Linked DNA regions of Mus musculus: regions 1, 3, 4, 5 and 6 are each linked to region 2. A link is a contact called in public HiCAR-type and promoter capture Hi-C data. All regions are on one chromosome and are shown on one strand. The core of a region is the stretch at or near the end of the contact, and the rest is flanking DNA. Distances in the headings are between cores, read along the strand shown. Region 1 holds the start of Mrpl46 (mitochondrial ribosomal protein L46). Region 2 holds the start of Klhl25 (kelch-like 25). Region 3 holds the start of Det1 (de-etiolated homolog 1 (Arabidopsis)). Region 4 holds the start of E430016F16Rik (RIKEN cDNA E430016F16 gene). Region 5 overlaps E430016F16Rik (RIKEN cDNA E430016F16 gene). Region 6 holds the start of Chd2 (chromodomain helicase DNA binding protein 2).

The links. Promoter capture Hi-C pulls out the DNA fragments that hold promoters and counts their contacts. HiCAR-type assays count read pairs that join an accessible place to other places. Capture Hi-C pulls out chosen DNA fragments and counts their contacts.
Region 1: a contact with region 2 is called in a promoter capture Hi-C map of liver, with 7 times the contacts expected there. The contact joins the promoter of Mrpl46 here to the promoter of Klhl25 in region 2. A contact is called at or near these places in 13 of 39 promoter capture datasets (the 3T3-L1 cell line, 3T3-L1-derived adipocytes, the C10 cell line and 8 more), 4 of 115 datasets of contacts at active chromatin or transcription factors (embryonic forebrain, embryonic midbrain, forebrain and 1 more) and 2 of 9 other capture datasets (adipose tissue and liver).
Region 3: a contact with region 2 is called in a promoter capture Hi-C map of liver, with 5 times the contacts expected there. The contact joins the promoter of Det1 here to the promoter of Klhl25 in region 2. A contact is called at or near these places in 9 of 39 promoter capture datasets (3T3-L1-derived adipocytes, cranial neural crest, frontonasal cranial neural crest and 5 more), 2 of 484 Hi-C or Micro-C datasets (B cells and pre-B cells), 6 of 115 datasets of contacts at active chromatin or transcription factors (acute myeloid leukemia, astrocytes, cardiomyocytes and 3 more) and 1 of 9 other capture datasets (liver).
Region 4: a contact with region 2 is called in a promoter capture Hi-C map of pre-B cells, with 16 times the contacts expected there. The contact joins the promoter of E430016F16Rik here to the promoter of Klhl25 in region 2. A contact is called at or near these places in 4 of 39 promoter capture datasets (the C10 cell line, cranial neural crest, hippocampal neurons and 1 more) and 6 of 115 datasets of contacts at active chromatin or transcription factors (astrocytes, double positive thymocytes, forebrain and 3 more).
Region 5: a HiCAR-type map of astrocytes shows a contact between it and region 2, with 8 times the contacts expected there. The contact joins the enhancer-like site here to the promoter of Klhl25 in region 2. A contact is called at or near these places in 1 of 39 promoter capture datasets (the 3T3-L1 cell line) and 3 of 115 datasets of contacts at active chromatin or transcription factors (astrocytes, forebrain and pro-B cells).
Region 6: a contact with region 2 is called in a promoter capture Hi-C map of liver, with 3 times the contacts expected there. The contact joins the promoter of Chd2 here to the promoter of Klhl25 in region 2. A contact is called at or near these places in 1 of 484 Hi-C or Micro-C datasets (CD4 T cells) and 1 of 9 other capture datasets (liver).

What each region holds. Positions count from the first base shown.
Region 1 is chr7:78,780,172-78,784,614 of GRCm38.p6, reverse strand. It overlaps Mrpl46 (mitochondrial ribosomal protein L46), which reads left to right and starts at 1,526. Exons shown (of 4, transcript NM_023331.2): 1 at 1,526-1,808; 2 at 3,029-3,215; 3 at 4,004-4,177. The coding sequence starts at 1,587. Mrps11 (mitochondrial ribosomal protein S11) reads right to left here and starts at 1,484. Exons shown (of 6, transcript NM_026498.2): 1 at 1,192-1,484; 2 at 935-1,042. The coding sequence starts at 1,256.
Region 2 is chr7:75,845,977-75,850,815 of GRCm38.p6, reverse strand. It overlaps Klhl25 (kelch-like 25), which reads right to left and starts at 2,478. Exons shown (of 3, transcript NM_001122780.1): 1 at 2,343-2,478. It overlaps Gm51489 (a long non-coding RNA gene), which reads right to left. Exons shown (of 3, transcript XR_003946804.1): 3 at 3,104-3,216.
Region 3 is chr7:78,844,608-78,849,192 of GRCm38.p6, reverse strand. Det1 (de-etiolated homolog 1 (Arabidopsis)) reads left to right here and starts at 1,982. Exons shown (of 5, transcript NM_029585.3): 1 at 1,982-2,086.
Region 4 is chr7:78,715,730-78,720,753 of GRCm38.p6, reverse strand. It overlaps E430016F16Rik (RIKEN cDNA E430016F16 gene), which reads left to right and starts at 2,534. Exons shown (of 11, transcript NR_015542.2): 1 at 2,534-2,674.
Region 5 is chr7:78,618,560-78,623,251 of GRCm38.p6, reverse strand. The region is part of intron 8 of E430016F16Rik (RIKEN cDNA E430016F16 gene); the gene reads left to right. Among named protein-coding and RNA genes, the nearest start is that of Ntrk3, 43 kb to the right of the region's middle. Within about 2 kb of position 2,816, at least 26 of the 459 cell types and tissues checked have an H3K27ac peak or open chromatin away from gene starts, as enhancers often do. A contact at or near this core is called in astrocytes, where this site is marked.
Region 6 is chr7:73,540,348-73,545,207 of GRCm38.p6, reverse strand. It overlaps Chd2 (chromodomain helicase DNA binding protein 2), which reads left to right and starts at 3,462. Exons shown (of 39, transcript NM_001081345.2): 1 at 3,462-3,962; 2 at 4,304-4,436. The coding sequence starts at 4,375. Chaserr (CHD2 adjacent suppressive regulatory RNA) reads left to right here. Exons shown (of 5, transcript NR_037569.1): 5 at 826-4,860.

The DNA of each region.
Region 1 (4,443 bases), core at 277-2,776, 2.9 Mb before region 2:
CCCCCAGCCATAAAATTATTTTCGTTGCTACTTCCTAACTGTGATTTTGCTACTGTTATGAATCGTAACGTATGTATGTGTGTTTTCTGATGGCCTTAGGAACCCCAAAGGGGTTGCAACCCACAGGTTCCGAAATGCCTTTCTAGAGGCATCACAAGCCAGTTCTGACAGCCTGCCTTTCCACAGACGTTACCCTTGCCTGCCACGATCACAATGATCTTGTCCAGCTGAGATCCTAGTCACTTCCACAGTCCACGGTACTTAGTCTTTCCTGAATTCCTCAAGTGTGCCTTACTCTCTTAAATGTCCAGCCAGTTCTTACCTCTATTATCCTTTTGATCAGATTATGGTTAATACATTTGCCTGTGTGTTGTTTTTGCAAGTTGTGTACTACTTCTGGGGAGACATAACCTATATTTCCTGTATTTATCCTGGTACTCAACAGGTAGTAGTAGCTTTTGTAACTGTTAAACAGATGTGAAGGTAAGTGAACATATATACCGCCTGCATATTAAGTATTTCTACTAGTGGGATGCTGCAGGATGCCAGGTCCCAGGGCTAGGCACGAAATTAAGAAAGGCACAATCTAGATGTGCAGTTAGTGTGGTTCTTCAAGACATTTTATGTTGGAGGCAGAGAAAGCTGCTAGTCGGATCTAAAGCTTATCTCACAAGGAAAAGAAAGCTGGTATTTATATACATTGGACACTTAGCTAACAGTTGCTAATTGAACAGCTACCTTATGCCCCTGCTCATCCCTCTATTTTCCCAACAACCCCTCTAAGCATTATCTCCACGTATAGTGTGCTGATTTGCACAAGCTCCCACAGATGGCAAATGACAGCCAGGAATTAACTTTTTCTATGATTTTGGACGGTGTCGGGCAGAAGTCACAGGATGCAACTTTCCAGAGCGCTGCATCCACTTACCCTCACCTGAAGCGACTTGGAGCCGCTTCCCTTTCAGTGTTCTGCCTGGCAGCTGAGTCTTCTAATCTCGGGGCTCCGGTGTGGATATTCTTAGCTGGGGCAATGCCCACAAACCTGGGGGGCAAAAAAAGAGAGAGAGAGAGAGAGTACGATGAGGGACTGGATTAACGGTATTTTGGGGGGTTCAAGTGGCACATAGGTCTGGAAGGAAGGTAGGCGGGCAGGCTCGAGAGTGACAGTGGGTTCGAAAGAGTAATCCTTACCTGGTCATTCCATGTCCAGCCCAGGACCGCAGGAGCCACGACCCGGAGTTTCTTAAAACCTGCATGACTGAAATTGACCCTCCGCGGCGCTTGGCTTAGCTCGAGCCAGCACCATGAGCCTCTGTGGGGGTGCTCACAGACAGGAAATCACCTGATTGCTCTTAAATAGTCCTGTAAGTATTTTTTCTTCAAATTTAAAGCTCTATAAAACCATTTATGTAGGAACTTTCCCCTTTCTAGTGGTCTAACACTAGAATTTCACCTACCTCCCCCAAAGGGAATGGTTCATTCCACTCGGTAAACCCGCCCCTCGCCGGCCCGCGTTGCCTCATGGGAACCTGGGGTTGGCTGAGGGCTCTGCCGGGCGCCGCGGTACCTTGTGGGAAGACAGAAAGATGGCGGCGCCCGTAGGGCGTACTCTTTTAGGGCTGGCTAGAGGCTGGCGGCAGCTTGACAGGTTCTGGGCAGGTAGTTCTCGTGGCTTGTCCCTTGAGGCTGCGTCCTCAAGCAGCCGGTCTCCATGGCGCTTGTCGGGCGCCTTGTGTCTGCAGCGGCCACCGCTGATCACCAAGGCGCTCACTCCATTGCAGGAAGAGATGGCGGGTCTATTACAGCAGGTAAGGCAGTCACGGGCTTCCTGGTGCGGCGGAGGGAAGCAACAGTATCAAGGAGGTCTTGATTTCCATGGAGACTCTGGTACTTCGTGTGACCTTGAGCAAACGTTTCATTTCTCGACCTTTAGTGACATCTGCAAGATGAAGTTACCGTACTGAGTTGGGTTAGGATATAGCAGGTGTTGAAAGAGTTTAGTTGGCTTGTTTTCTCTTGATCATTCGGTGTGGATAGCTTCCTTCTTGTTCATTCAATACTGTAGGGATCCGGGGGCAAACAGGAATCACTCCCTTTAACTTAGGAGCTCTCAGACTATAGAGAAGTGTTTGTGATGTTAGGACGAAAGTCGTGGTGACTGTGGGCACATCCTTAAGATAATGCGGTAAAGTTTGCTTTACCTCAGGGAGCAATTTCTGTGAAAGACAAAAAACCCAAGTGTTGTTGCTGTTGGGTCAGGAGATAGTGATGGAAGGTCTTCCGTATCCCTAGACTCCAAAAGGCTTTTGTCTGGAGAATACTAATGGAAACTCCCGTCAGTGCTTTTTGCTCAATGTATTCACTCACTTGACTTTTTTTTTTTTTTTTGGTAGTCCTTTTTCTTTCACCATAAAGGTATTCGTAGCCAATACTGTGCGTCTGTGTGCAAAGTGATAGGCAGTTGTGGATGTGACAGGCACATCGCTCTGCTTCGCAGAGAGTTTCCAGGTACTGGAATTAGGGATACAATCAGTAACCAGTCTTATGACTAATTATAGACTTTGGTAAGTGCTATTAAGGAAAACATAGAGTACTAGAAGAGTTTTACACAGGACCACATAGGTTTTATTTTCCTGAGAAGTATCCAGGAATATCTTTCTGAGAAAGAGGTATTTGAGTTGAAATAAGAAGGATGGATAGAAATCTGGAAGAAATGGCATGAGGAGAAAGAGAGACTAGGAAGAAGGATGTTGGAAAGTCTTCATGGCAGGAAAGTCCTTGAATAGATGCTGATCAGAGACGAGTAGACCTAGTGTGTGGGAAGTGGGTCTTCAGTGCCCTCTGTTCTCCTTGACAGTCTTAATGAAGTTCTCCTACTGCCTACTTACAATCCAGTGGGCTTTTTTTTTTTAAATCTGTATAGTGTTTCATTCTATTTCTGATTGTGTTAAGAGTTGTACGTCTGAGCCTGTCAAGGTCACAGAAGCTTTGTTTTTTTTCTTCTTCCTTTTCCTTTTCCCTTTCCCAGATCGAGGTAGAGAGAAGCCTGTATTCAGACCATGAGCTCCGTGCTCTGGATGAAGCTCAGCGACTGGCAAAGAAGAAAGCTGACCTTTATGATGAGGAACAAGAGCAGGGCATTACGCTCGCACAAGACTTAGAAGATATGTGGGAGCAGGCATTCCTACAGTTCAGACCTGGAGCTCGGGAAACAGGTTTGTGACCTCCTGGGCCAACCACAAGGGAGCGAGAGACAGGAATTCTCACTTCCAAATGAAGGACAGTTGCCTGTCTTTTGCTTTGCATTTTAATAACAAGCTTCAAGTAACAAAACAGTTTTCAGGAAAGTAGTACTCCCTCCCTATTCCTTATATCTCCCTAACATGAGTTTTTAAAAAGGCTTATGCTATTTTCAGTAGAAGTAAAGAGTCTTTTCTTTCTGTTAAAACTTGAGGTTGTCACTGGATCAGAGAGTGGGAGGACTTGAGCCTTTCTCCTCAATTCCTGTTTTATTAGAAGTCATTCTGAGAGCAGGGGCTGAGTGCTATTGTCCCTGTTTCAAGGATGATGACTGGAGAACAGAGAAGGTGGGGGTTAGTTAGTTAGATTGGTAATAGCGTTAAATCCAACGGCAAGACTTTGTTTGTTTGTTTGTTTGTTTGTAACTGTGTAACATTGCCGAGGTCTGAACTCAAGAACCTCCTGCTTGCAGGGCAAGTGCACTCACTGCCTCTGAGCTAGATTCTAGTGTTTACGCTCGAACTTTCACAGGCATTGCTTCTTTTCCAAATGTTTCAGCTATACGTTGCTTTTTGAGAGGAGTTTATTTCTGGTTTCGATTCTTAGCTTTCATTTTGAGTTAGGATTATACTTTGGCTTAAACAGAGGACAGGGTTTGTGGTAGTTCCTGATGGAAAGCTCTAAAACTCAAAACCCTTGCCCGTAGTACATCATAGTCCTTTATTTCTTATTTTTCTCTTTCCTCTGATCATCCCTTTTATAGAAGCTGACAAAAAAAATGACCGGACCTCGTTGCATCGAAAGCTAGACAGAAACCTTGTCCTCTTAGTCAGAGAGAAACTTGGAGACCAAGATGTTTGGATGCTTCCTCAAGTCGAGTGGCAGCCCGGGGAGACCCTTCGGGGGACAGCTGAGCGAATCCTGGCCACACTCTCAGGTAGACTCTTTACCCTCTGAATCCCCCCAGATTCATTTCAGGTTGGCATAAGGATAGACAGTGGAAAGTTTAATGGATACTGATGAGTAAAAATTCAGGTAAGAGGCTGGGTATGAAGGCACACTTATTTAACTCCAGCACCTGGGAGGCAGAGGTGGCAGGGGTGTGTCTCTGTGAGTTCACTGCTAGCCTGGTCTATATAGTGAGTTCAAGGACAGCCAGACCTACATAGAGAGACCCTGTCTCAAAAAAACCAAAACCCAATC
Region 2 (4,839 bases), core at 1,229-3,728:
AGTCCTGCTGGGATGCGGTTTCTGTACGCTGGGATGCTTAAGTTCTGCCTCTGCCTGGCCATCCTCACATAGCTCCCAAGTGTTTCCTGGCCTCGAAAAGGATTCACTGGCAGATCAGCAAGGCAACTCAATTATGAAATTTACCACATTAGAGGACTTACTGCATTAGCATTTCAATCGGCCAATTCATTTGTGGCCCACCACTGTTGGCTTGTGCCAGCTCTATAGGGGTGTGTGTGTGTGTGTGTGTGTGTGTGTGTGTGTGTCCTGCCCAGGGCACACTGACACTGCCAGCTAATAAAGAACTCAGGGCCCAGGCAGTGAGCTGGTGAGCAGGAGCCCCCAGAAGCTGCTGGGAAGCCAGGTCCTCCAATGAACCTGGACAGCTGCCCATCCTAGAGCTGGCCCTGGGAGAGTGTGGATGGATGGCTAGAAAAAATGGCTGCAACCAGGGCATGGAATGAAGGTTTGGTAGGCTCATGCTGGCTTTCCTTTTCTCTCTCCAAGAAGCCTTCATCCTTCTCTCCAGCTTCCTGTTACCTGCTCCCTGGGGTTCTGCAAACTGATGTATCAAGGTCCCCATCCATGAGCCAGCACCTCCTCCTTTCTGAAAGCAGGGTCTCAATATCATCTGCTCAAATGATTAGTTTGACTAAAGCCGTCTCTGCATACATAGCAAGCTCACTGCTCCAGGCCGCCCTCCTCCCTCTAAGACAGGAAGGATGCATTTACTTTACAGCGCACACGGGGGCATTTCTTTTTGTCTTCCTACTTTTCTCTCCCTACACTGGTGGCACAGGCTTAAGATGCCATCAACAGGAACTGAGCCACCGTGGAACACACAACTTGCACACGGATCCTGCACCGCTGCATGGCGCAAGGAACCCAGTTGCAGTTCGATGCCCATGAAAAAGATTTCGTCTGTCCATCCTCCACAATTTTTTTGAACAATCTCCCTGGACTGGCTTGCTGATAAAGGACTCAGCTGAAATATCAATAATTACAGGGCTGGGACAAAAGTGACTTTGCCCATCTCCACAGACAAAGCCTGTGATCTCCACAACCCTGTCTTAGAGGGACCAAATCTACTGTAGGATAAGAGCACCGTGGGTCCTCCCTCCTCTGTCCCCTGACACAAGCTTTCAGCAACACCCATAAAAAGTCCTCCCAGCATAACTGTGCCGCTTATGAAAGAGGCTCAGCAAACTAGAGGGTCAGGTGCCAAGTGCCCCTCCCTCCCCGTCTTACTCCAGGGGTGAAGAGCCCAGACATCTGGCATACCTTGTCCTGCCCTGAGCATGGAGGGAGAACTAGTGCCCAATGAACCTTGGCCAAAGCAACTTGGCCTCTGGTCTCCCCAAAGTACAGATGAACTACAAAGCCCCCGAGAGTCCGCCCCTCCCCCCAACTTCCTGTGCTCGAGTCTCTAGAAAGTCTCCCAGATTGGTAAGGTGGCACTTGCTTATAAACCCAGCTCTCAGGAGACTGGGACCAGAGATTTCATGCTCAAGGCTGGCCTGACGTTTATAACAAGACTAAAACCGGGAGAGGAAAAAAAGAAAAAAAAGTAAGACTGTGAGAATCCACTTTGAGGTCCTTGAGGCACTTGCACCCAAGTGTCTGGTGCCCCAGTAGGCACAATTCCCGAGTAGGAAAAAGCTTCTAATACAGCTATGAAGGAGACTAGTCCAGTGGGGATTTGCAGACCACAGCGGAATTCTCGCGCCAGGGCAACGCATGGGAGGAGGGGAATGGGATGGCGGGGGGAGGGGGGGGTGGACTACTTGCTACGGCCCTGCCAGATCGGCCACCACCTGGGTAGGTAGGGGCGTATGGCTCCGGGAGTGTCACCACTCTCCCTTGATAGACAACTTTCCAGACAGGAAGGACCCTATGCTGCGGGCCACACGGCCAGGCCCTGCTGTCTACTCTTCCCTGGTTTAACCCCTCGGCCCTGGCTAGGTACAAGCAAGTCGCGGGGACCTTGGCTAGGTGTGTGCACAAAGCTGCACGGTTCGCATCCTCGAAGACAAGCAGTTTCCTCTTTCTAGGATCAATAGTAATTTTTTTAAAAAAGAGAATCAGCGGACTCAATGAATCAAACACTCCCGGGAGAGGGTAGCCGCTCCTGCGCGTAACATCCGTTTGGAAAACAATTCATTCCCTTGGCGGGAGCTCTGAACATAACAGTACGGGGTCCCCAAGCTCGATCGAGGGGCGCTCCCAGGTCAGCACCCACTTCCCCGACCCAGTGAACTGGGCCTGCGGTCCTACGCCCTGCCCGGCGATCCTCGAGCAGGATCGCTCGCTGTCCCGGTGACAAGTTCCGACCTGATCCTCACCGTGCGGCCCCACAGGCTCTGCAGTCCCCGCCGCTGCCGCCGCCCCCGGCCGGCTCACCAGTCCCGGCCGCGATCCCGTAGCCGAACCGCACGGGCGCTGCCAACAAACTAGTTTCTCCGGCCTTCCCGCCCCGCCTCGCGGCCCGAAGCGCAGCAACCAATCATAAACCGCGCCTCTGTGACGGATGGGTCGACTGACCCGTAATACAGTCGCGTGAGAAGAAAGGGACGGTCGTCCAGGCCATCGGTGCCGCGGAAGGCGGGGCGGGGAGAGGAAAGCGACTGCCACCAGATTCTTAAAGGGACAGGCCATTGCCTTTCTGTTCTGGTGGCCAGAGTTGGGAGAAAGCAACACGACCTGTTCTAGAGCTTCTCTTAAGGAAGGTCTTTGTCGATCACACGCATTCTTCTTTCTGTTACCGAATCACAGCCGTTGTTGATCTTTTTAAAGACCAGCAATCTAATCGCTCCTATGTTAAGGAAATCCTTTTTCCCTCCCGGCTAGTTTCGATGCGAGGGAATTTCTACAGACACGAATCCCTGTCTATACTGGGAATTCCCAGATTTCAAGGGAGAGGACTTTAAGCTTCAGCTGTTCTGTCAAGCCGGTGGAAATTTCTTCCTAAACTTTTTTTTAACCCTTCAAATATCCTTCACTATTAGAACTCTCAGCGGTACAAAACTGATAGAGTAAATCTATATCTATACATACATACATACATACATACATACATACAACACACATATGGAATTTATTAGAGTAACTTTCAGGCTGTGGCCGGGGTAGCCCAACAATGGCTGTCTCCGGATATAACGTCTGAGAGTCCAACTGTCAGTCCACGAGGCTGGATGCTTCAGCTGGTCTTCAGTATACCTTGGAATTCAGAAGAAGTTGGCTATAATACAATGAAAGAATGACCCTACCTGTGAAACTTAAGGGCAGACAAAGAGCAAAAGCTTGCTTCTTCCAGGTCCTTTTTCCAGGCTGCCGCTAGAAGGTGCCCAGATTTAGGGTGGGTCTTCGGGGGTGGGTGGATATGGGGGACTTTTGGTATAGCATTGGAAATGTAAATGAGCTAAATACCTAATAAAAAATGGAAAAAAAAAAAAGAATGAAATTGGCTCAAAAAAAAAAAAAAAAGGGTCTTCCTATCTCAAATGATCCAACCAGGAAAAAATCCCTCACAGGTGAGCCCAGCTGCTTGGGTTTTAGCTACTCCAGATATAATCAAGTTGAGGATCAAGAGTAGACATCACACTTGCCCAACGCATCCATTAGTTCATTTAAGAGTTACTAGATGAGCTGGGGAGTGGCGCTCACAACCACCTGTAATGAGAACGCCCTCTTCTGGTGCGTCTGAAGTCAGCTACAGTGTACTTATGTATAATAATAAATCTTTGGGCCGGAGCGAGCAGAGACTCTAAAAATTCAATTCCCAACAACCACATGAAGGTTCACAACCATCTGTACAGCTACAGTGTACTCACATACATTTAATTAATTAATTAAAAGAGTTACTAGACCTGGGCGGTGGGGGCTTACTCCTTTAACCCCAGCACACAAGGCAGAGGAATGCCAATCTGATTTCCACACCAGCTGATCTATAAAGTTGATTCCAGGACAGCCAGGGCTACACAGAGAAACCCTGTCTTAAAGGAAAAAAAAAAAAAAAAGGGAGGGAGGATATTTTCTAGATTTCTATGTCAGAGAGAGAGAGAGAGAGAGAGAGAGAGACTGCCTGCCTGCCTGCCTGCCTGCCTGCCTGCCTGCCTGCCTGCCTGTGTGCTATAATTCTGAGACCTTGTAATCTGGTCTTGAAGTTCCATCGGCTTCTTTCTTCTCACCGCACCACACCCCACTATGTGATGCTCTGATGGATGGTTCTTGCAGGCAGAAGGAGTATCATTAAACCTTTCCTACAGGATTATTGTAAAGATGGAGGGCTTGGGAGCCAGTAAATGCTCAAGAGGGTGTCTCCATACCGCCTAGATCTGGAGACATTTAAGATGGAAGGGTTCCCATATTTAAGAGGAGCCTTGGCCAGAGCTGATCGGTGGTCTAATGTGCTGGCAAGAAACTTTCCAAAGGGACAGGGCAGCATCAAATAATTGTTTCATTAAATGAATGACAGTCAGCATTTATAGTTATAGGTGCCCTGCCAATTTCCTAAAGCAAAAGCATTTATATAATTATTGCTTGGATGAAGCCTCCCATGCAAAATTGATTCTTAGCAAGTTCATAAGCATTGAGTATTTTTTTTTAAGACTGTCTGTGAACTTACACATGCCAAGCATCAGAAATCTGGCTCACATTATCACTGTTTCAGTCTTCAACTCTGGGGCCTAAATTAGGTAGTGGCATACATTAAAAGCAAATATAGCCAATAAAAAGAAATCAGAGCCAAGAACATGTATTGAGTTATTGAATTTAGAGAGGAAGCCAGGAAAGAAAGAAATGAGCCTGTTTTGCCATCTGCCTCAGCATTAGCACAGACCC
Region 3 (4,585 bases), core at 733-3,232, 3.0 Mb before region 2:
TGTCCTTTGGAATACAACAACTATTTTTTTTTAAGGAAGTCATTGATACGTGCTTCCTTTTTGCTTTCCTCTAAGCTGTTGACTAACCCAAGGTTACAATAAATTATGTCTAAGATGTCTTCCCAGGGCTTAGCCTGACTTGTGGATTAGATCCATTTTGAGTTATTTTTGTTCCGCATGAGATAAGGGTGGAGTCCCTCTGAAGGTTGACCCTACCCTGCCCCTACCACAACCACACAGAAGGGAGAGTTTGCTTTCTAATCCTAAACAGCAGTTATTAAGGAACGCCTACCTTCAAACCCCAGGCCCAGAACTGAAGGAGCAGGCTTGAACTATTTCCAAGTTCAAAGCTTTTGCTAGTTTAAATTTATCCTTCTATCTGACCTCTCTACAACGAAGTCAGAACACTGTACACATTAGAGATGAAAAATACAAAAAGAAAAACCCAGACTCGGAGAAGCTGATGCGTGTCTTGAAGCCACATGGGGACCCACCTGTCCGAGTTGGGATCTGACCTGATGCCTTGAGTATTAGCACAGCCCTGTCCCATGTTTATTTTGCTTTGCTTTGGGGCAAGGTGTCATGTAGCCAAGGTCAACTTGCTGTGCAGCCAAGACAGGCCTTGAGCTACTGATTCCTCTGCCTCCCTTCCTAAATGCTGGGGTTATAATCTGTGGCCCCACCCCTACTGGCTCTTATTCTTGTATGAACTTGTGCAAGAGATGTATGTCCCCTTTGGGTCTCAGTTTCATCATGGGAAAGGAAGAGAGTTGTGGCTGGAAAGCTTTAGTAATATTTTATCAAGACTTCAAGTATTTAGGGCTAACAGGTTTAATACTTGGGATAACCTTAAGAGGCAGGTATAGTCATTTTCCAGAAAAAGGCATGAGGTTTCTAAAGCCAGCACCTAAGAATACTGAGCCTGGAAATGGTAGGACTGGGCCAGAAACCTATCATTCTCTTCATAGTCAGTCTATATCCCCAAGTCACCTTTCCCCTTTAGACCTTAATTTTCCTCTCTCCCTGGTCAAAGTCAACACATATCCCTTTCTCATGTGTTGGTCTGCAGAGATATTCATTCTCTGAGTCCTTTGGGTATGGAGAGGGTTGGGAGAGAGAGCAAGGCTCAACCTAGCCTCTAATTCTATATCCTATGTCTCAGAAGAGCTGGGGATATAGAATGGAGATGGCATGGGGGTCCAGAAGAGATAGACCACAATGGATTACTGATGGAATATTTACTGAGATTCTATAAGATGTCAAACCTTGTTATGGGGTGGGAGGTGGGGCTGGAACAGAAAATAAGACAAAAATCCCTGTTCTCAGTTTATAATCTACCAAAGGGAGGAGAGACACAACAAAGCAATACACATCAACAGAAACAGATATTTGACAGTGGTGGGTGAACAGTGGCGGTGGCTACCCAGAAGCCTTAAGAGAAGATATTTTGGGTTTGGTTTCCTGCCAAAGCATCAAAAATAAACCATACACCCAAATACAAACGCGCGCGCGCGCACACACACACACACACACACACACACACACACACACGCAAGCACAAAGGAGAGAAGCCACCGACTCACAGGGAAGAAATAGCTTGTAAGAAAAAAGAAAATTAAATGAAGTAACGTGTAGGTGAAAAGGCCAGTCAATGGTATTGGATTCATTTAGTACAGAAGCTTTTATTGTATCCCCACGTGCAACCACGAGCATGGAAAACGCAGTGACATGGTGCATGTATAATCCATCTTCCACCAGTATGCAAGAAGCAGGTGAAAACTTAACTCCTACTCATAGTAGTTATGAACGTGCCTTGGATCACTTGGTCCGGGGCTTATCCAGCCTCTATGGTCTCGATCTCTCCTCCGGACGCCAGGGTGCGCTGCGCCGCTCCTTAGCTGCATGGCGTCTCGATCTTCCGATCTTCCCTTCTCGCTGCGCAGCGCTTCCGGTAGCGGGCGGAAACCCGGGCTGGTGGCTGCCGACGCCGGGGTCCCGAGGCATGGTGGGGGCGGGGCCGGGGGAGGTGTGCGCGGAGCAGGCTAGGGCGACCCTTGCCCTGGCCCCATGAGCCAGGACTCGACAGGTGAGGACTTGCCCTTTGCGGCCCGCGAGAGCTCCGCGGCGGGCTCCTCCCCGCATGCTCGCCGGGTCTCAGGAGCTCCGGCCCCCGGCTTTGCCCGGGGAGGCCCCGCCCTGGGCTTTTCTTTCCGGGGGCGACCATGGGCATGTGTGTCTGCCTCTTGGCATCCTTTTCTTGTTTTGGAAGCAGTCGCCAAGAGTGTGGGGACATGTGCACTTGCTCCAACGAGGAATAAACCTTGCGTTCACACAATTAGTGACCCGCTTTAGCCAGGCTTTCGTTTCAGACCGCACCGCACCAAAGCGTCTACCATGTGCCAGCCCCAGGGCTGGAAGAGTATACCGCGGTGACCGAAGTAGACCTGGTTACTTCCATTAGAGAGGGTACAGTTCAACGAGGAGACTCAAACATTAAACACAACCATGCAAGCGACCGTGTAAATTAAAAAAAAAAAATGTGACAGATGACTAGAGAAAGAAACAAGAAAAAGATGAGTCCTTTAGGTGGGGTGGTCAGAAAGACTTCCCCAAAACTTGACACTACTAACGTTGCAACGAGAGAATTTATGGCGTGGACCGGAGAGAATGTCTTCCGGAAAATGAAAGTTCCCCTGTGGTTACCCACGTTAGCCAAGAAGATGGCTTGAGGTATGCCCACCGTTTAAGAAGGAAGCTTGCTACGTGTTAAGCACTGTGGTGGGCATACAACAGATAAGTGTATACTTGACCCAGAGAGATCACCATAAATATACACATTAGTAAAATACAGAGAGTTGCAATTGAGTGGCTAGTGTGTTGGAATCTATGTCTCACTAAGTGAAGGAAGGCCTTCAAAGACAGGATGATGAGGCTGATATTGGAGACAGTTCTCAAAGGTGAAGAATTTAGTGTCTACAAAAGACCAGATAGTAGAGTTCAGTGTGTGGTCTGTTGCAGTCACTCTGCTCTTTTCCTAGGGCTAAAGTGGCTCTAGGCAATATGCAAATGAGCGAGTGGCTTTCAGGGAAGGGTTCCTTCCAAAAAACAACCAGAGGTGGTAGTTTAGAGACCTGACTCCCTCTGGTCTGGCGGCTCTGCAAGCCTTTTAGATCTTTATCCAATGGATGTAGCTTGTATGAGGATAAGCTTGAAACAAAAGGATTGCAAAACAATACCCTGACTATGTGTTGTAAGGGTTTTGTTTGTTTTGTGGTCCTGGGGAATCTGTTATGCTGCTCTTTATGAAAGCCTTTGCCAGAACACTACTACCACCTCCAAGCTTTTGAGATAGATCTCTCTCTCTCTCTCTCTCTTTCTATTATTGATGTGCAAACCTTCTTTGTTGGCCATTTGTATTTGAATCTGGGTTTGTGGCTATTTGTCGAGTTCTAAGAGTTCATTAAATATGTTAAGTATTAACCCCTTACCAGATATTTGGACAGCAAATACTCTGTTCACCCTGTAGGTTTTCCTTTCCCCTTTCCCTGGGGTAGCAGGGTAGGAGGTGGGTAGGGGTTTTGAGACATGGCCTAACTGTGTATGTAGCTCTGACTGTCCAGGAACGCACTATGTAGAGTAGGCTGGCCTCAAACTCACAGAGATCCACGTGCCTGCGGTTGGTCCAGGCCTTATTAACTACCAAATGGTGTTTGTTCATGTATGAGACCCTTTGGCTAGATACCTGAGGAAAGCCCTCATAGTCTTCCTGTCTCTGGCACTGATTTATAGACACCCAGAAGTATGCTTCACGGATCTCCTAGAGTTTTCGAAGCCAGGCATGTTGACAAGATTAATTGTGGCAAGAGAAGGCTTATTTTGGGACTCTATTCTCCATTGGCCTGTCTATACAAGTGTTAGAACTTGGTGTTTTTTTTTTTTAATCATTTGATTGATTGATTGATTGATTGATTGTGGTATAATAGGTTCTGAAAGCAGGAAGTATGAGCTCTACCTGTGTTACTGTTCATATCATCTTAGCTACTTTTTACTCTTTGAGATTTCCTGCTGCTTTTAGCGTGAAATTTTGTTTTCAAAAAAAAAATGCCATTAGGATTTCGATAGAGATTGCTTAAATTTACAAATTGCTTTAATATAACAGCCCAGCAAATGTATATGCGCAGTCCAGTGTTAACTTTTTTGTTTGTTTGTTTTTGTTTTTTTAAGACAGGGTTTCTCTGTGTAGCCCTGGCTGTCCTGGAACATTCTCTGTAGACCCAGGCTGGCCTCGAACTCAGAAATCTGCAATGTTAACTTTTTTAAAAAGCAAAAACAAAAACAAAAAAAAAGTTGGGGAAAGTAAAAGAGTTGACCCTTTGCCTCACCTGTGCAAGGCCCCAGCTTCAATTTCCAGCACCCTATAAGTGAAGTGTGGGTGCGTAACTCTTTAACCCTACACTGGAGAGCTGGGGCAGGAGGATCACAGTTGAAGGCCGTCCATGGTTACATAGCAAGATCAAAGCCTGCTTGAGCTCCTGTCTCAGAAATAAAGACAAGGTTTCAACCTGCATTAGCCTGACCTTGAACT
Region 4 (5,024 bases), core at 1,285-3,784, 2.9 Mb before region 2:
GTTTTGTCAGTGAGATCCTGTCCTCTCTGCCTTCCTTTCTTCTTCCACTAGCCCATGGGAGTGAGCTCCACAGAGCTAAAGAAGCTTGAGCTAATTTCTCTTAGTGTACTTTATTTACAGGCAGGTATGCTATGGATGATGGGAAACATGATTTTCCCCTATGTCTGTCTGCTGGTCAGAGAACACAGGGCCCTATCCCATGAATGGGGACTCTCTCAGGATATTTAGTATAGAGAGAGGGAATTGGGATTGGATGTGTATTTGGAGGAGGGTGTAAAGAAAGGTGGAGGGATAGTAGTTGGCTCCTTAGAACAGTCATGGGATGGGGACTCAGGAGTGATCTAATTGAGTTTACAGCCTCTTTCTTCTTGCCACCTCACCCAGAATATGTAGTTCTGATTAAAATCAGGAAGTGTGAGAGACAGCACTCTCTGCGGAGGACCTCCACGCTCCCTTGCTAGCAGAAATAAGCACAGTTAAGCCTGCTTTCAGAAATTGGGGCTGCCTCGAGGCATATACTCAAACTCCTTGACCTACATTTTCTTTATAAATGAGTGCGTGTGAGTGTGTGTGTGTGTACTTAGATACGGCAAGGTTAAGGATATGCCTTCAAACAACACCCATTCACTAAGCACCTGCTACACTCTGCCCTACTAGGAACGGAAAAGCTCAGAAAGAGGCTATTGAATGTATTACATTGCAGTGTGGTGAGAAATACAGAGTTAGAACAATTAGGTATGCAAATGGGAGCTCCAGATGGGACCCAGCCTTGTCTAGACGGTCAAGGAAGAAATGATGAAGGGGCTATGGTATGGGGAGTGGGGAATTGTACTGCTTACATTCATTAGTGGAGTAATTTGATGGTGGCACTGGAACCCAGGACCTGGTGTGTGCTAAGCATGGTCTCTATAACTCATGATGTCTCTCAACACCCCACAGAATGTTTCTACATCAGATATTTATCTGTATATGGGTGCAGGATATACATATGTGCAGGTGCACACACGGTAGGAGCCTAGAAAACTGAGCAAATGGGTTAGTTCATGGTGAAAAGTTTTTCATAGTGCCAAGTTTATAACCCATTAAACCCCCGATGATCTTTACTGCCGATGAATTAGATGTCAATTTTTAGAACATTAATTTTTACATTTCCCTGCCCTGGAAGCAGCCTAAGTATAGCTTCCTTCACATGATAGGGTCTTCACTGTGACTCCCAGGGTCACACGGGGCTTGGAGAGAGTTCTTCCTGAGGTTGGATCTGGAGAATATAGTAACTGTATCCCACAGAGATGGCTTCGGTCCGTTTTGCTTTTTGAGTTCTTAAGTCTGCTTTTTATAGTTTGCTGTCTCTTTCTGTGCTCTCAGGCTGTCAACTGTCACTTCCTGCAGCTGTCAGCCTGGCTTTCTCTTTCTTGAGACTCACCACTATCGGCATCTTCCCCGCCCCCAGTGCGCACACACACACACACACACACACACACACACACACACACACAGAGGGAGATTCCATTCTGATTCAGGATTACTTAGAGTCAGTGGGCTTGACTCATCCAATCTGTAAAGCAGCCACCCCCTAACCTGAGAGCAGCCCCTGATCTGGTGACATCAGCTTCACCTGGGAACTCCTTAGAGATGCCCATTCCTCCGGTCCTGTTCCAGACTTGCCTAATCAGAATCACTGGAGTGGGGTGGGAAGGGTAGAACAAGCAATCTGTATTTACCAAGCTGTCTGGTGATTTAGGTGTCTCTCAGTTGGAGAAATAGCCCATAGGAAAGGGAAATAAGGTCCGAGGGAAGGCTTACGGCGCTGCACGTGGTTCAGAGAATCAGTCTATGTTCTGTGTCCAATCTAGAGACTTCTGTGTCTTTCTGGGTTCTGGGCTGTGTTCAGTGCTATTGGACAGTTTCAGGATAGCTGAATTGTAGGAAGGTGTGATGTTGTGCATGTGTGTCAGCCTAGTACATACAGAGAATGAGTAAAGGATAGAGAGAGAAAAGCCAGGCTCTGCAGAGAGGCTTGTCTTAGCTCCTAGAATCTTCCGTGTGTGGCTTAGCCTCAGAATCCTGGTTGCAATCCACCAGCTCAGAGTCCTACCAGTCTTCAGGTAGAAGGAGGAGCTCCTGGGTTTCGCCTGTGAATAGTGTGCCTAAGGCTCAGACCAAGTGTCAGGAACACTCTGAGAGTTACCAGCTGGTGGAGACTCTGCCAGAGACTCTCCACGCGGAATTTTTCAGGCGGACAGCTGGGATATGTGTGGGAGCCTCAGAGATGCATGGATTTGGGTTTGTAAACACAGGCCTGTTAAATTTAGGGCGGGCCTCGGGCCTAGGAGAGCTCCGTAGCATCATTTGGCAACTGTTGCCCATATTGAGTGGTTTAAAAACCCTGCTTATTCCTTATATAGTAGGAGGCCTGTTTTAGCACAGCTTGTCATCAGAGGGGAGGGTCTTGGCACAGGAGTTGAACACCCACTGTGTGCCAGGTGCTCTGCATAAACCATGCCGTTTTGACTGCTGCGTATTCAGGGGCTGAGGCTTATCAGCTCTGCTTACTGAGAGCAAAGGTCTAGACCTAAGAAATCTCAGTCATGGTGTTGGATGTGCCTCAAGGATGGATGCAAGAGGACCACCTCCTGTGTAGTGGAGAAGGGCAACCGGCAGATGGCATGTAGTGGTAAGGATCCTCTGTCCATAGTGAGAACCCGATACCATCCATAGAAGCCGGGCCAAAGAACTGGCCAAACTGCCTAGTTTCCTTGTGTTACTGCTTGTCAGAAAAAGACATCTGGAGTATGATCCCACAGGATGCTCTTCAAATTCAAGGCTTTGCTGGACAAATCACTTTGGGAATTGTCATAAAGCTTTATTCTCCCCTTGGAGATTGTGAGTTACTTGTGGTAAGCAGGGTTAACCAGCCAAGCAGACAGAGATGATCACTATAAAGAGATGCTGGGAACTGGCTTTGTGGTGGTGCGGGCTGGCAGGGAAAGGTTGACGTCCCAAGGGCAGGCTGCACCTCTCTGCCTGCATCAAGGGCGATGCTGTCTGTGAGTGGGACCCTTCCACCCACCTTTGTGGGGAGACTTCCACTCTACTGTTAGGGCCTTTGGAGCCACTGAGTCCAGTCAACCCAGGTATCCTTTACTCAAAACTAGCTTATTGTAGAATTAACTACACCTATCAAATTTTCCTGGAAACACCTAGGGAAGCATTTGACATTGGCATCTAAGATTGATCACTACAATTATGGTTTAGACCTTAGATATACCCCGAAGGCTTGTTGAAGGCTTTGTGGCAGTGTTTGGAGCTAGTAGAGTCTTTAGTGTGGAGCTCTGTAGAAAGGCATCAGGTTCATAGGGTTCTGCCCATGAAAGTGTGATTGGTATCTCAGTCCCTTTCTTTTCATCTCTGCTTACTGGCTGCCACCGGTGAGCAGCCTCCTCTGCCCTGATGATTTCTGTGCCACAGGCCTGAAGCAAGTGAACTGAGCCACTGTGGACTGAAACCTCAGAATGCATGCATGCATTGAAACACTCTTGTACATTGAGTGCCTCAGGTATTTAGACACAGTGAGACAGAGATGACTGGCCAGTAGAATACCAGATGTAGCACAGAAGTCTTCTCCAAAAAGACATCTTGATTTTGGTGAATCTCTTCCCTCCTAAAGTTGCCCTGCCTGCTCTCCCATTTTACAAACCCGTAACAGAACAGCCATGTGTGCCAGAGTTCCACACAGCGCTTAGGAGATTGCTGGCCTGAGCTTCCTGGCCCTACCTCAACCCGAGACCCTGGAAGAGCTCAGACGCTAAACAATTCAGTCTTTGGTGATTCAGGGACATAGTTTGCCAACCTCAATCCCATTGGTATCTTAGCCAGCTAATTCTGTGTCATAGGGCTCACCCTGTGTACTGTGGGATATTTAGCAGGATTCCTGGTCTTGGTCTGATGGATGACAGCAGTACTCCTTCCTCCCCAGCTATGACAATCCATAATGTCAAACATCTTCCGACAAGTGAAATGTTCCCTGCTGAAAAGCACTAGTGCAGAGGAAGACATTGTGGAATAGCATAGAGGTCCAGGGAGCCCGGCAACCTGAGTTTGAACTGTACCTCTCACATTTAACTGTGTCCTACCGTGTTCTGGACAACTTGGAGCAGTCCAGCCTGGGTTGACTAGCTCTGTGCGGGGAATGACTTTACTTTCATGAGGCCCCATTTTCCACCTCTCCAAAATGATGATCATGATAGGATTTATCAAGTTATTGAGGGATTCATTGGAGTAGAGTATTTAGGCTGCCTGGCTCTCAACAATTATTCTGCATGTGTTTGTCCTTTAGCCTTCTGACAAGGAGGCCCAGTCTCTTGTCTGAATTCTCCTGGGCATCCTGGGATAATGGAATTGCAAGACCATCATCTGGTCTATATTCTAAGTAAGAAGACAAATTCATCTTGGGGTTTGAGGCTCCAGGGCTTCAGACTGGTAACAGTCCCCCACTCGGAGTGCAGATGCCCATGACCCCAAGTTTACAGAGGAACTTCAAGAATGTCCAGAGCTCAGCAGCCTCAGACTCCCTTCCAGGCCACTCCACAGGTTGCTCCATGGCTCCTTCCCACAGGCCACAGATTTATGAATGGTGCACACTGTGTCCTTGCCAGGAGGTTTATTAATGGGCTTTCATACAGCACTTTAGGTTGGTGAGCTCTCCTTGCTCCTTCGGTTCCTGGCCGGATGCAGGGAGATACATCACATCAGCAAAATCTTCCTCTTGATTTGCCAGAGGGGGTGATTAAGACACCATCTATTGGGGATAGACTCTCAGCCCACTCTCCTCCTCCTTTGGCCATCTCTTGGCCACTAACAAATTCCATGGAGGCAGCATATAGCCCATAGCCATCCTCTGCAGGTAAGACGGCCACCTTATTGCCAGTCATGGGGATGCAGAGCATACTAACTTCAGGTCAGAAGTTTTGGGTTCTGGGCATCTACCTACTAGGCAGATAACTCGGGAGAGTTGCTGGGCCTCT
Region 5 (4,692 bases), core at 1,567-4,066, 2.8 Mb before region 2:
CACCTGAGCTGGGCTTTGAAGGCAAGGTGAGATTTGACAGGCAGAAATGGAGGGGAGACAGAGGGTGCAGGATGGGTAAACTTGAATGGAGGAGGCATGTGGGTGTGTGCACAGGCAGGGCACAGGAGACCAGCTGGCTAGGGAACATGTGAGCCCTGGTGAAGCTGCAGCTGGAAGGGCTTGCTAGAGCCAGAGAAGGGAAAGTCTGAGTGCTGAGAGAAATTACTCTGAGGTGAGATGCCCACTGAGGTGGGTGAGGGCAAAGCACTCATTAGAACAGCTCTGAAGAGTGAAGGTCTAGACTGTGGAAAGCCGAATGGTGTGAGACATGATGGGGTGTTGCTGAGTAACCTGCAGGGAGGGTAGCCAATCTGGAAAGTATACTGACCAAGGGAATAGAGAGGGCTAGTTATGTATATGTGAGTGTGCACATACATGTGGTGTATCTATATGTGCATGCGCACACTTAAGTGTATGCAGGTGTCTGAGTGCGCTTATGTGTGTGGATGTATATGGATATGTTTCCCTGTATGTGCATGTTTGTGTATACATGTGTGTGCAGGGGCAGTGAGAACATGTGTGCACTTGTTTGTATGCAAGGGTCTTTGCACGTGTGTGCATGTGTGTGTAGATACAAGGGAGGCGGGGAAAGGCACTAGGCATAAAAGACCCCAGTGCAGGATTTGATTTAATACTCAGCAGACACATGTTTATGTCTGCTCTGGGCCTGCTCAGACAGGCCTGGCTTGCTATCAAGTGGATGGGTCAGGAAGGGGCAGTCTTACTGCCATCTTTTTCTATCAGAAAACTCAGGTGCTTGTTGTTGCCTTGGGGGCAGAGATGGGTATTATTGATTTCTTCTAAAACAGCAACCTCCTTCTGAAAGACGGTTACAGCTGGAATAGAAGTTGCCTGAGTCTTGGGCCAGGACAGAAGGTGCATCTCAGGTTGGAGCCCCTGGGAGCCACCCCTGCAGTGTTGAGGAGGGGCTGGGCAGAAAGTCCAAAGGCAGCCTTGGTGGCAGTCTGTTGAACGTACAGCAGGGAGCAGGCAGGCTCCTGTTGAGGCCTGCCTGGGTAACCCATGTGCAGCATATGCCCCATAGAATCTGGTGTGAAGGCTATGGAACAGTCCCACCTGGGGTAGCTGTGCTTTTAAAGGGGTGTGTGGTATTTCTACTTGAATATGTGACAGCACCCTACTTCTTTTTACTAATACCAGCTTGGGGGGGGGGACTCTAGGAGGAAGATTTCATTTCCCAGTAAAGACTTTCTGTCTGGAAACAGTATAATTTCTGGACATAGTAATAATTTCTCCATATAGGACTGAGAAGCTGACATTTCCTCATTGTGTGTGTTTCTGTAATGGTTGCAAAAGTCTCTCATTCCCATCCTAGCTAAGATCCCAATTAGAGAGAGAGAGAGAGAGAGAGAGAGAGAGAGAGAGAGAGAGAGAGGGAGGGAGGGAGGGAGGGAGGGAGGGAGGGAGAGAGAGAGAGAGAGAGAGAGAGAGAGAGAGAGAGAGAGAGAGAGAGATTGCCCAATTATTTCAAAGGTGGGGGTATCTTCAAAGCATTTGATTTTCAAGTCTTTCTAGGTGTGTGTGTGTGTGTGTGTGTGTGTGTGTGTGTGTGTGTGTGTGTAATGTATAAAGTTTTAATCACAAATGGAGCCGGCAGTAAAAGGCGGTGTGTTATCTCAGAAGAATTTATCTTCTTGCTCGTTACACCATTAAACATAGTGAGACACTAACCGAGCCTTCTGCAGTTCCTGTCTGCTTCCATGTGGGGAGGTTACAAATGTGGGGGTTGAGCTACAACTACCCAGGCACTTATCCTCAGACTTTTGATGATCTAGACTGCCCAGGGATCGTCAGGGGACATTGCCTCTTGCCTCAGCAGCAGCTCCTCTACCTCTGAGTCATGACACTAAGCCTGCATCTCCAGCCTCTCCCAAGGCTCCTTTCAGTTTTTTGGCACCTGTTTTTCTCTCACCCTGTGGCCTAGTAAAAAGCATGCGAATTATGCTTTGACAGTTTACTCAAGCCCAGCCCTGCCCTGTGTTGCTAAGAAATTTGCCCAGTTCCTCTCAGCTCATCTGTAAAAGGGGGATGACGGGTATTTGGTCTCAAGGGTTGCTTCAGAGTCCAGTTGGGTGTCCTTGGGGGGCAAATGTTGTGGTCCAGTGACCACAAGGACACTTGCCTGGTCTGAATGAACCTGATAGATTGAACAGGGCAGATGACAGATGGGTGTAACATCTAAGAGTTGCGGGCCCTGGGGCAAATGATTTCAGCTATAGGCACTTCATTTTTTTTTCCCTGCCTCTAAATAGTGGAGGAAAGAATAGCACCTAAGGCACAGGGAGGTGGGAAGGTGGAACAAGACAGTCAATGTGCAAGAACAAGAACTAACACTCACAGGGCACTTTGTACGTGGGAGGAAGAGGGGTTCTACCACTTTCCACGTGGGCCAGTTGGCCAGGCACACAGCCAACAGTTATTGTGCACCTGTGGCCAGGCAGTTAGCATCAAATGGGGAAGAGGGCCGACTTGGTCTCCCAGGTTATGGTGTGCAGGAGGAGGTGGGATGACCAAATATCCTGTGATGGGGGCTGCAGGCTTTGGGGATGGAGCAGACATGCCTTGGGGGAGAATTTATTGTCTCTAAGAAGCTCCTAGGCCAGAAGAAGGGATAAGGGGGAGGGCGTAGCTTCTTCCCAGGGAAGCAGCTGCCAATCACCCATGGGGCTTAAGGCCTTGGGCAGGGAGGCTGGATAGCAGGGGTGAGATGAGACTGCCTTTTGAGTGGAGTCTGAGCTGAGAGGCAGGAGTATACATTTGAGAACTGTTTCCTTGGCTACAGCTTCCAGCCCAGAGGCTCTTACAAGAAGCTGCCAGCTGCCCATGGCTCGCAGGTCCCAGGGAAGAGCAGGTGGAGGAGGTCCTCTGCCAGGGCTGATGGGCTGAGCCTCACCGGCTACCCTCTGACAGGCCTTTTGTTGTGGGCATCTCCTTCCCTTAACTTTCCCTCCCAGATCTGCATTCCAGAGCAGATTGGCATATGGATGGAGTCTGCGGGAGGTGGGGGGAAACAGGGAGGGGTGTCCAGCTCAATGCATGTCACAGATGCCCACGGAGAGCTGGGGAGGATTAGAGCGAATCATTAATTGTCATTAATATGCTGGGGCTTGACAGCCTTGGGTTTATTTTTGCACTGAAGCCCAGACGTGCTTTGCAAATGTCCCCGGGTTCCGGACTCTGGGGGAAAAGAGAAAATTGGGTGCAGTTAGCATCTACCAGGCTCTCTAGAGGCTTCTAGGACTGGCAGAAACTCTGGCTTCTGGGGCCCCTTGGTCTCCTTGGCTTTCTGTCTTACTAGGGCCTCTGCAAAGCAGAGCTGAGATCTCTATGGCTGCTTAACTTGTCTGCCAAGAACCTTGGGGATCGGGTGGGATGGGGGGGGCAGTCCAGAGAGAATATGAATGGTGTCAAGGGGCAGGTCATTACCAGGAGAGTTAAAATGCTACCAAGAAAAGCACTGTGTCTTACAGAACATGGTCACAGCAGGCCTTTTGTGCATGCTGCCTTCCAAAGGGCCTGGTATGTCCTGATAGAGTTCTGGGCCAATTTTCCTTTCAGATAGTTGTTGAAAACCCAGATTATTTTCTTGCTGTTGCTGGTTTTCAGTGGGTTGTTTGTTTGGAGGCATGTAGCTCAGGCTGGCCTCAAATTTTCTAGGTCATCGAGGATGACCTTGAACCCCAATCCCCTTGCTCCTTCCTGTTAAGTGCTGGCATTACAGGCGTGCACCCCCAAGCCTCACCTCAGGCTTGCCTGCGAGAGCTATTTTGTTATTCTTACAAGACGCTGACCCCTCTGCCCGGAAGAGCTAGTGAAGTGGTGTTGAGGAACTCATGTCACCCAAGGTTGTTCTATGCAGCGAGAGGTCCCACAAGGTCAGTGAAGTCCTTGGAGTCATGAGGGCTAATGGCCAGCTTCACTCACTCCGTGTCAGCACCTGTGAGTGAACCACACGGATGGGAGCCTCTATAAACTGCTCTATTAACAGAGGGCAACAGGGAGAGCTCTCCCAAGTGACACAGGCCTTGATGTCCCTCATTTCAATATCTTTGCTGGTATGTTCCTCTTGTACCTTCAGTGTTGCATCTCTCCATGGTTTTCTTCAATGGCACATCTCTACAGTCTCTTTACCCCAGTGGGGCTGTGGTAAACCACCATGTGGATGTGTTTTTAGTTCTTCTTCCACGTACTTGGGTTTATTAGGATGTAGAGGCTCTGCTGGGTAGAGCTGGTAGGGCATGGATATATCGTAGATGGGGAACCCTGTACTGGGCAGGGGGTGGGAGATGGTACCTTCTGATATCCCACTATGTTAAAGACTCTCACCTGATGGTGTTATGTGATGGACCAAATTGTCATCCCCCTCACTAAGGCTCTGCCCCCAGTTGGTTTATACTGAAGGCTTAGCCTCTAGTGGCTATATTTGGAAGTATGGTGTTTAATTGACAGGAGAAGGTGTCCTTAAGGTGGGCTATAATGAGTTCTAAAAAGACATTAAGGTAAAAATAACACAGACAAGGGGTGGGGACATGTTTTCATATTGCTGAAAGACAGTGGGCCGATACCTTGATCTTGGTCTCTGGCCACTAAAACTCTGAGAAAATAAATGTC
Region 6 (4,860 bases), core at 2,213-4,712, 2.3 Mb after region 2:
TTGCCCCACATACAAGTGCACCCCCCACTACACAGACAGGTACATACATACACATGGACTCAACATAACATGAAAATTGTAAAAAATGTTTTTCAAGTTTTGTGTGAGTATGATCCTCCGGAGACAAGGAGTAAAATCCCCTGGATTCTCATCTTTTCCTTCCTTCAGTCTAAACTGTTAAGCAATAGATTAATTTTTCCAGGAGGAACATAATGATGTTTTTGAAGTGAAATTTAGTTGTTTATGATTTGAGAAGAGATAGCATTTTTGTGGCAAATTCCAAGTAAGCCAAGCTGAAATGTTTCTGATTTTTTTCATGTGACTTACATTCACTCCACTTTCAGATATGAAGCTATAAAGGTGCTTCTAAGTAAAATTAATATCTATAAGACTGTTAAAGTATGCCATGCAGTTAGCTATTGCTTTTTTTAAAAATCTAAGATTATATAATTAGTTTTCTTTGAAAGAGCTTGGAAACTTTTTGCATTGAAATTGTCCACATGTGGTTGTAATTTAGTCTCCCACCATTCTTGAATTTTAATATTTGGTTTTACTTTTCATATATGCACTATGATACTCATGTTAAGTTCTTAAGAATTTGACCCTTGGCTGTTAACTATTTTTAATGGATACAAATGTATCTGTGACAGGAGAACTTAAAATATGTGAATTCATTGATTCTGTCTTTGAGAGGTTGTTACAATAGTGCTGTTTCATTAAAGACTTGTGTATGGTAGAGAATATCTTCAAAGTGGATAGAATTTTCTGTTTGAATAAGATGACTGTTACTCCAACAGAATTTTTTTCTTCTAATTTTTTATGAAGCACCCCGCTTGAAGAGTTTGAAATGGACTTTACCACTGAGAAATCAAGATGGCAGCCCATTATGGGGAATTGAGGAAAATGGATTAATGCAAGAATGCTGTAATATTATACAACCAACACAGGATTCTTTTAATGTGGATTCCATGAAATGAATGATTCTTACCCAACACAAATGGACAGTGGAATTTACTTCCTAAAGACTTGTTACATGTCATGTACATTTTTGACATCTGGAGAAGACTCTACAATTCTACAAATGGTAGTTTGTATTCCTGGAATTTCTTGCAGTTTGATCTGAAGTGACCTTATGGAATGTTAACTTTAATAAAATCTCTAAAACTTAAAAATTTCTCAGTTTGGGCCTTTTATAAATTTTTTCAGTGGACGTTTTCATTAAATGTTCATTTTACCTTGATAACATTTTGACCTTTATAGCTGCTGCTTTTCATTAAAGTATACTAAATAAAGCTGGTAAAATGGAATGGTTTTGTTTGTTTGGGATTTATGTGTATTAGAAAACCTGGATTTTTCCCGTGATTAAGTGGAATGGTCCTTTGGTTAAAATAGATATATTCTCTCTCCCCCTTCCCCCTTTCTTCTATTTAAAAAAAAAATTATTTTTATTTATTTTTTATTTTTTCAGGACAGGGTTTCTCTGTGTATCCTTGGCTGTCCTGCAACTCTGTCTGTAGACCAGCCAGGCCTGGAATTTGCAGTGATCTTCCTGCCTCTGCCTCCTGAGTGCTGGGATTAAAGCTATATACACCCAGTTTGGCTGGCTTTTTATTATAGGGTTTGAATAAATTCCTTTGAGTTTGGGTCATTTCAAAATATCTTGCATTTTAATCATTGGGTAATGGTAACTTTGAATGTGTCAGGAGATTATAGTGAATATATAATATAAAACAAAGTGCTGGTCTCATTTCCTGTATAGTCCAAGACAGTCTCAGTGTCTTTCAATTTTTGTTGATGAAAGTCGTCCTTTGCCATGTGAAATGCTCATCTGAATATTTGAGTTATACTAATTTGTATTGTATTGTCTTATATTAGAGGTGTATTTTTAAAGTCTTTGGGTATACATTAAAGGGCTTACCTAATATGACAGTGTAATTTATTTACATTTGAAAAAAATTCTTGTTTTTCTTGTTTTGTGCAGTTGGGAGTTTAAATGAATTATACCATGCTTTAGATTGGTTACCCATGGTTGAAATCAAATGCCAGATTTTCATTGATTGCTACTTTGGTAATAAATTTGATAAAGCAGTGATGGGGACTTTGTTGACCAAATGACGATTGGTGGTGTTTTTCTCAGTATATAGAACAAAGAATGAAATAGTCTGTTATTAATGTAAACTACCTTAGAATACACATCTGTGGTTAATACAGATGCAGTGTTTGTTCTTTGGATGATGTGAGGTGGTTGATATTTGTAAATTGAAAACTTGAGTTTTTGGATTTTGATGGAAATATGTTTGTAGACTTGAAACTGATTTTTTACATTTTCTTAGATTTAACATAATTACGTTTGGTAGTGAAACTAAAATGAATTCGTTTGCTGGAGTGTCATGGTTTTGACCAGTAGGGTTCAGTAAAGGAATGTTTTTAGTTTTTTCGGCATTTGTATGTGGTTGGTTACTTGTGTGCATGGGAGAGAATACTTTGTTGCATTTGTAATTTTGTTTCTATAGACCTCGTGCTTCCATCTGGAGGGGGTTTGTCTTTGACAGTTGATAATTGGCTGGTAGATGTGGCCTATTTAAGTGGCGGTGATTGATGAAATGTGAGTGTACTTAGAATTCGATTTCAAACATGAGTGAAAGGGTTCTTTTGATTTTGGAGTTGAGGTTGAGTGTTTGATTTAAAGGTGACCAAGGTTGGTGTAATTTCTTGAATTCGAAGTTATTAATTATGCCCAAATATATGTAAGAAGTAAATATGTTTGATGTGTGGCACTTCCAAGATTAATGGTTTACAAAGAAGTTTGTTTCTTCTGGGGGGGAAAATGGTTGTATTAACTTTTGCTCTACTGCAGTTGAACACTAGGGAGGCGCTCTTGAGTTGTAAAAAATTACCCCTTCCTTCCAGTTGAGGTGGAAAATTCCCCCTTAATCTTTAGATGTTTTTAGGCACCATAAAGAAGGCAAGAGTTGATTTAATTTATGGTGTTGAAATGTTGCTTCTATTTACAAGCCATTTTACCCATGGTGGGGTGTTAATTATTTTAAAGATTAGTTCTTAAACTGAGCTTTAGAGTCTCTTGAAATTATCTTTATTTCAAAATGGCTTGATAAAACTCCACTTCCTGTCCAGGGAGGAAGTTATTTTAGCTCAAGGACTGAAATATTTAGCAGATCTTTAGACAAAAGGAACAAATTACATTTCTCTCTGGCTTAAAAAGGGTGCTTGAGCCAGAGGGGGTTAAGAAGCCCTTCCCCCTCCCTCTGATGGAGTGGTCTGGAGGGGCAGGGAGGTGTGGAGTTGGGGGTCTTCTGGCTCTCTTGGATGGAGAATCTGGTTCTTTTTCTTTCTTTCTTTCTTTTTTTTTTTTTTTTGGTGGAGATGAAGGGGTGGGTCTATGGTACATCACCTGAGTTGTGGGGTAAATGTAGAGAGTGTCAATCAAAGGCAGAGCTCTCAGAGCTGGGAAGGAGGCTCTAGATGGCGGCTGTGCCTTAGAGAGAGCGCGCTTTGCTCCCTGCTTCGGTTCACTTTACGCAACTTTCCCTAACTTTCGGGCAGCCTCAGGGGGCCCCCGCAGCCCCCTGCCTCTTCTAGTGACTTACTGGGGTCGATCCGAACCTTTTTTTGGGAGAAAAGCTGCTTTTAGGAGCTTTCTTTTCGTGCCTTGTTGGAAGAAGCTGCCGTATTGAGAGCCCAGGTCGTTGTTTTTTCCAGCTTAGAAGCCATGGCGCACCTCCATTTTTGTGCGCTCTCCTAATGAGGTTTTTTTTTCCCCTTCCGGACCTGTTTTAGTATTAATTATTGCTTTATTTTTTGACAAGTCAACATATTTGAGGATTATTTCATTTACTTTTTGTTTTTTAACGGAGAATTTTGCGTTTTTAAAAATTATTTTGGATCGGATATTTTTCTACTACTAGATAGGACTCTTGCTTTGGACCTACTACATGGATCAGGTAAGTCCATGATAATCAGTGATAATTTTAAAAAAATTAATGTTGAACTTGGCTTTATTTACTGTAAATATGAGAAATTCCTGGATGACGCAATAAGATAGAGAGATTGTTATTTGTATCCAGTGTGTTACTTTTGAGAAACTTTCCTTATTGATAGTGATGCTTCTGTCGTTCAGTTTATCCCCCTCTCATTTTAAAACGGAAAAATAGAAATATTTTGTTTTTCTGGTGTTTATCGTTGTTGCATTACATGAATATCGCTAACATCGTCAGGACTTTGTTCCTGATAATAAAACCATCCGCAGAAGCTGGGACCTCACCTTTCTTTCAACTTTTGACAGTAAATACCTGGGCACAGGACTTCAAAGCAAACACAGATTCCCCCTCCCCCTTAATATTTAAGAATTAAAAGATGATGAGAAATAAGGACAAAAGCCAAGAGGAGGACAGTTCGCTACACAGCAATGCATCGAGGTATGAGCTATCAACTTTCTTTCTTTCTTTCTTTTTTTTTTTTTTTCGGGAAACCTCAGCTTACACTTGTTTACTTTGACAGACATGGATTGCTGTCTGTATTTCAAGAATTTTCTAACTTGGGTTGGTTTTTAAAGCGTGACCTTGAGATTGCTAACATGCCACACCCTGATTTTTTGGTATCAATTTATGAAAGTTGAGTTGTGACTTAAGGCCTCTTACAGCATTCAGAAGGTAATGTACTTTTCTCCGGAGGGGCCTTTCCTAGAAACTGTAGTTTTTCTGTCAGTAAATTTTCAGGTTTTAGGTTTTCATGCTGCAGAAAAATGACCTTGTCTGTTTAGCCATTGCTGCATTGCACCATTTTACATACAAGGCAAATTTTTTTCTTTGAAGAATCTGGGATATTCAAACTTGTAACCGA